Regions from separate parts of the Zea mays genome. Here region 2 is linked to region 1. A link is a contact called in public Hi-C data. All regions are on one chromosome and are shown on one strand. Each heading gives the region's core, a stretch centred on a gene start, on an enhancer-like site or on the middle of the called end of the contact. The rest is flanking DNA. Distances are from core to core; before and after follow the strand shown. Region 1 holds the start of LOC100277875. Region 2 has its middle 21 kb from the start of LOC103642390.

Region 1 (3,403 bases), core at 386-2,885:
AAACATTTTCCATAACAATATAACACACATATGTACATAAGTTATCGTGTTATTATACGGTTCCGTTGCAATGCACGGGCACTCACCTAGTAGTAATAATAAACTGATAATAAAAAGTGTAATCGTGAGTGATGTATATCTCTATACCTAAAACCACATAAAGCAATATCATGTACTACCCAAAAATTCAGTGGTAATACAAGGTATAAAGATAGCAAAACTAGGGTAACCTATTGGGTCCCATCGAAATTAACCTATGCAGACCATTATGATTAATAAGAACATGACTGGGTAAAAAGGAAGTGATCAAGGGCACAACTTGCCTTCAATGAGCTCCTGCTCAGCAACTTCTATCTGCTGAACATTGGGATCCTCAGCCACTGGCTCTTCTACTCGCCACAATACAAACAAGCATAGTATATAAAGAAAATTAACATCACATCAAACATGTAAACAAAATACATAATAATAATCTACACATTAATATAAGATCCTAGGAACATGAATCATTAATTTTGGAATTATAGATTTTATGTTATGGATTTCCAAAGGTTCTATGTGATTTCTACAAGATTAATTGGGATATCAATTTCAATGTGGCTTTCATGTCCAAACAGTGACACAATTTGATAAACAATAATATTACAAAATTATCGGAACTGGAATGGACTAATTTGGACTAAGTATGCATTTTCTATGAATTAAACAAGTTCTAGCATTTATTTTTACACTAAAATTCCATTTCTAATTCAATTTCTCTGTTATAATAACTATCTGGACTGCGCACCAAAAATGGAGAAGCGCAAGGGGCCCGGTGCAAGATTTCCTAAGGCTCAGAGCGCCACTGTGTGGACTGCGGGTTGATTATTAGCAAATCCAGGGACTCTTTTGCGAAATGAACAGGCCGAAGGGGTATCTGGTGATTGGAGCCGTTAGATCAGGCACAGACGGCCATGATTAAATTGACCCAGATAAAGCCTAACTCTCTCATGCCACCGTCGGATCCAAGATTAAGGCTCCAGATTTTATAAAGGTTACCTATACTCCGAACCGTTCGATTAATCCTACGGCCCAGATCTAAAGTGCCTACTCTGATCCGATACCGTCCCATCAAAATCGGACGACGAACGATTACCCATCCGAAATGGTACGTTTGAATCTAATCACGACCGCATGTACCAGATCCAACGGTGGTGGATCTTCGTCTTCCTCCTGCGACCGGCGCACTACGCCAACGCGGCCGAGGCGACGACTTCGCCGGCGTACACCCAGTTCTGCACCGTAGGCCGCCAATCCCAATGTCTATCCGCGCAGTATAACGACTAGAACACGGTGAACTAAATGGTACCAAGCATACCTCGGGTTGGGGTGTAGGTTCTTCGGTCCACGCGACGGTGCGGCTTCATGGTGGTGTTCAACGATGGTGAGAAATTTCTATCGCCCTAAGGACTCACACACCTAGATTTTCCCCCAGAATGCCCCGCACCCACACTCGAACGCCCGGGATCGGGTCACCGGTGCTGAGCGGCAATGGAGAAGTGATTCCGTCGGCAGTGATAGCGACACCCGATTCTAACCCTCTCCGCATGCCGCAATCCAGTGGCTAGGCTCGATGGCTCTCGCGTGTGCGCGGTTAAACAAGAGCGGATACGCCCAGGGCTTTATACCGGGTCGAGGGAGTTACGGCCGGGGTGAGGTTGTTGGCGAGCACCGAGTTCTTCGGCGATGAAGTTGGGCCACGCCGCGGTCATGACAAGTTTAGTGGAACTGACCGAAGGGGCCCACTGTCAGCGCCGGTTACCCAGTGCAGGCGCACGTGGAGAGGCTGTCGCGACGGTCCCGCTTGTTATGGTGAGCGGCGTGCGCGAGGACACGGCAGATGGGCCGCGTGGTGGTGTAGAGTTATGGGCCGATTTGAGGTTAGGGCCTAGTTACTCTTTTCTTTTTCTTTTTCTTTTCTTTTTTACTGTTTTCTTTTCCTTTTAATTTCTAGAATTCAAATTTGAATTCAATTCCAATTGTGAACTTATACTCATTTTAAATGTACAAATTTATACTACTATGGGAAGGGCTTCTTGTGTTCATGAATTTATTTCTCTATTTTGTGTAGTAGTTTTATTCTCTTCCCTCAAATCTTAGAATTTCCTTTAGAATTTAAATTCTAATTTAGATATTAACATATTTCTTTTTACATTATTTTTTATATTGTCACAAAATGCACACAAAATAAAACCCCAGCATGATGCATAATTTAGTGGCATGCCTTTTATTAATTATTTGTTTTTAAATGTGGTGTTCACATGTGATGGTGAATAGAGATGACACCCAATATAGAAAAAGGAAATAATTTCTTCTTTTACATTTCATTACAAATTGGGTATTACAAATCCTACCCCCCTTAACAAGAATCTCGTCCTCAAGATTTAGGAAGGACTAGGTAAAAGATGCGGAAATTCTATTCTGAGCTCTTCTTCTCTCTCCCAAGTAGCTTCATCTTCTCCATGATGACTCCATTGCACTTTGCACATCTTTATCACCTTATTTCTTGTAACTCGAGTCCAAGTGTCAAGAATCTTGATAGGATTTCCGTATAAGTCAAATCACCCTGAACACTAAGATCCTCAATTGGTAGCTGCTCTTCGGGTACCCTGAGGCACTTCTTCAATTGGGATACATGGAAGACATCATGCAGGTCCACGAGATGATCGTGTAATTCTAGTCGATATGCAACTTCTCCCACTCGCTTTAAGATCAAGAAAGGTCCAATGAAGCGAGGGGACAACTTCCCTTTAACTTTAAACCTTCGCATACCCCGGATCGGTGACACCTTCAGATACTCGTGATCACCCTCCTTAAACTCTAACAGTCTTCTCCGGGTATCAGCATAGCTCTTCTGCTTGATTGTGCAGTTCTCAAATTCTCCCTTATCATTCGTACTTGTTCTTCTGCCTCTTGTATAATTTCAGGCCCAAAGAACTGTCTTTCTCTAGTTTGATCTGAGAGCACCTAGAGGGGGTGGGTGAATAGGTGATCCTATAGAATTCAACACTAAATACCAACAACCTTGATTATAAAAATATTAGTGCGGGTTAATCAAGTTAATGAGACGAGCTCTTGCGAACACAGGCAATCAAAGAAGGAACAATCACAAGAGACACGCGATTTTATCCCGTGGTTCGGCCAAGTAACACTTGCCTACTTCCACGTTGTGGCGTCCCAATGGACGAGGGTTGCACTCAACCCCTTTCAAGTGATCCAATGATCAACTTGAATACCACGGCTTTTCTTCCTTATCTCTTTTTCCCGTTCGCGAGGAATCTCCACAAGTTGGAGTCTCTCGCCCTTACAACAAAGATCTCAATGAAAGCACAAGAGTAAGGTTGGGGAGCAACACACACAAATT
Region 2 (3,315 bases), core at 296-2,795, 150 kb before region 1:
GCACTAGGAGGAATTTGCCGACTCCATCAACTCACATAGGAAGGGTGACTAGAAGAAAAAGAAAATGAATAAGGTGGTCTACTACGAGACCGACTCCTCATCACCTTTCACCTCCAGCACCGAGTCTACATCTTTAAAGTGCCAAGAGCATAAGAAGTATAGTAAGATTCCTCTTCGTTATCCTCGCATTCCTAAACACACTCCTTTAATTTCGATACCCCTAGGCAAACCGCCATATTTTGATGGTGAAGATTATTGTATGTGGGGTGATAAAATGAGGAACCATCTAACCTCACTCCACAAAATCATATGGGATATTATTGAGTTTGGAGAGCAGGCACCACAGGTGGGCGACGAGGACTACGACTTCGATGAGGCCACCCAAATTAGGCACTTTAATTTACAAGCCACCTCTATACTCATTGCTTCCTTGCGTCGAGAGGAGTATAACAAGGTACAAAGGTTGAAAAGTGCCAAAGAAATTTGGGACGTCCTCAAGACGGCGCATGAAGAGGACGAGGTGACCAAGATCACCAAGCGCAAAACGATTAAGGGAGAACTCGGTCGATTCGTCCTCGACAAAGGAGAGGAGCCACAAGCAATGTACAACCGGCTCAAGACGATGGTCAACCAAGTCCGCAACCTCGGGAGCACCAAGTGGGATGACCATGAAATGGTTAAGGTTATTCTAAGATCTCTTTTATTTCGTAATTCCACTCAAGTTCAATTAATTTGTGGGGATCCTAGATATAAACATAGGTAATTGGTAAGTTTGTGAGCTTTAAACTTATGATCAAAGACTCCAAACACATTGTCAACTTGGAGCAAGGTGCCACCTCCACACCCGAGGTACAACCCGTTGCATTCAAGGCAACGGAAGAAAAGAAGGAAGAGTCTACACCAAGTAGACTCCCAATCGACACCTCCAAGCTCGATAATGAGGAGATGACTCTTATCATCAAGAGCTTTCGGAAAATCCTCAAGCAAAAGAAGGGAAAGGTCTACAAACCCTGTTCCAAGAATTGGAAAATGGAGGGAAATAACAATAGTAATTTGTTACTTCTAGAATTGGAAAATGGAGGGAGCAAAAATGATAATATTAAAAATTTGTAGGATTTATATTCACATTAGGATTGGAAATCTGAAGTTTAAAACAGAAAGTTGAAACGGGTTTGAATTTGTATTAGGAATTTGAAAAGTTGAAAGAAATTAAAATATAGAAGGAAAAGAATATATATTATAAAGAAAAATATAAATGAATAATTATAGTTCCTCATGCTGGCACTTTTACTTTTGCACTCAATTTGTGAAAGGAGCTTACAAACAAAATTTGAGATCAAATTCAAATCTGAAATTCAAATAAGAAATAAAAATAGAAAAAAAGAAAAGTGAAACATGCGCGCGTGGGCTGATTTCCCTGTCTTGGCCGACTCCACCACATCAGTCGCGCGGCCCAATTCTTTGAACGTGGCGCTGGCGTGTGGGCCCGGCCAGTCCACCTCTCACCGTGCACGAATGTGACACCGACGCGTGAGGGCCACTGTCAGCCGTTCTCTGCGAGTGTGTGTCTCTGGCTGAGTGGCTGGTCAGTGGGTCCTTGTCAGCTCTCTCCCCCTCCAATGGACTCCCCGTGCATGGCAGCGTTGCCGTTGCGAACTCCATGCCGCGTGGTTCGGGGAGTTGGGATTTCGGTGTCCTCTCGACCCGGGGATAAGAACCCGGAGCACCTGCGCCCCTCCTGTCTTCTCTCGCACCAATCGCCGTGAGGTCGCCGTGAATAGAGGAATCGGGTGTGAAGTTCAATCGCCGCTGTGGAACCCCTCTCTGGCGTCACCACTCGGGACCCGACTGCTCACCTGGGTACACCGCCAAGTCTGGGGAAGGGTCTCCGGAACATCACGGCCAGAATTAGCCTCGGTGGCACCGGGAATTTCTCAACGGAGCTCCTACCAGCGTTCGTGCCGTGGTGCGGATTGTCGCCACCGCAAACCAAGGAAAAAGACCTCCCCTCTGGTCTAGCATCATTCCCGTCGTGCGCAGAACCTGTTAGTCGAGGTAGCGGGGGTGGGATTGGGCCGTTCACCCAGCTCCGGCGAGAGCGCCGCCGTGTGAGCTGTGTGCGCCGTCACTCTAGTAAATCGGGGTGTGGAAGAACGCCATGGACAATAGATCTAGATATTGACGGTCGTGATGGATTCATAAGATAACGATTCGGTTGATGTGTTCGTAACCGTCGATCTCGGGACAGACGGGTGGGATCGGATGTCGTGCTCCAACCCTCGGATCGATTGTGGGCCGTTGGATCCGAATCCAAGGCTCCATGTTGCATACCAATTCGGTTGTGGACGAATTTAATCCGCACCATACACCTCTGATCGCACGGTCGATCTTCACTCGTACCCCTTCGCTATGGGAATTTTCTAAAAGAGTCCCTGTGTTCTTTATAAATAAACCCGCAGTCTACCTTCGTGAGAATATCATTACATCCAAGCGCTAGGTTTCATACTTTGGACCCTGTACTCTCTGGAATTTGTGCTTACGGTCCAAATAGGGCCTCAAATTGAATAAATTAAACCAGAAAAAGATTTTTTATATATTAAAAAAAACTTTAAAACTTCATAAATTCATAACTTCTTTGATTTGACTCCAAATTGATCCATTCTAGTTCCACTAAATTCATATTAATATTGTTTATCATCTAGTAACTTATTTTGTTATGAAACATATGGTTAAAATTAACCACTAAATTTGATTTATATCTAGCACTTAAATCTTCCGAAAATCATAACTTTATAACCATAACTCCGAATGTAGTGGTTCTCGAACCTAGGATCTCGTTGCAACGCGTAGAACATTATTATGCAGCTTGTGCTTATGTTTGGTATGATGTTAATTTTGCCATACCATGTTTGTTTGTATTGCTATGCTAGCAGCGAAGTTACGAGTCACTTGAAGAGAAAGTTGGTACCTGGGAATCTCGAGTCTCAAGCAAGTTATGCCCTTGATCAAACCTTTTTACCTAATAATGTTCGTTGTTAATCATTGCGACATGCTCAGGTTAATTTGATGGGACCTAATAGGTTCCCTAGCATTGTTTTTCCCCCACCTTGCATACATATGAATTATTGGGTGGATTTGTTATTGCTCTACCTAGTTTTGGGAAACTAATGTTTTCATTATGTTTCATCATGTTCCAATTATGTTGTTGTTTAATTATTGTTCATGATAAGATCATATTGTTAATTGGAACATGGAGCGACCACCCAGAAAAACAGTGCTACCACAAGGGTGGTATGGGACGCCCTTGGCTGACTA

What was found. A called contact is a pair of places that touch in the nucleus more often than the background predicts.
Region 2: a Hi-C map of leaf shows a contact between it and region 1, with 5 times the contacts expected there. The contact joins the enhancer-like site here to the promoter of LOC100277875 in region 1. A contact is called at or near these places in 4 of 25 Hi-C or Micro-C datasets (bundle sheath, endosperm and leaf).

Annotation. Positions count from the first base shown.
Region 1 is chr10:40,357,705-40,361,107 of Zm-B73-REFERENCE-NAM-5.0, reverse strand. LOC100277875 reads right to left here and starts at 1,635. Exons shown (of 1, transcript NM_001364264.1): 1 at 1,402-1,635. The coding sequence starts at 1,588. The coding sequence ends at 1,451.
Region 2 is chr10:40,509,716-40,513,030 of Zm-B73-REFERENCE-NAM-5.0, reverse strand. No RefSeq gene overlaps it. Among protein-coding and RNA genes, the nearest start is that of LOC103642390, 21 kb to the right of the region's middle. Within about 2 kb of position 1,545, at least 17 of the 20 cell types and tissues checked have an H3K27ac peak or open chromatin away from gene starts, as enhancers often do. A contact at or near this core is called in bundle sheath and leaf, where this site is marked.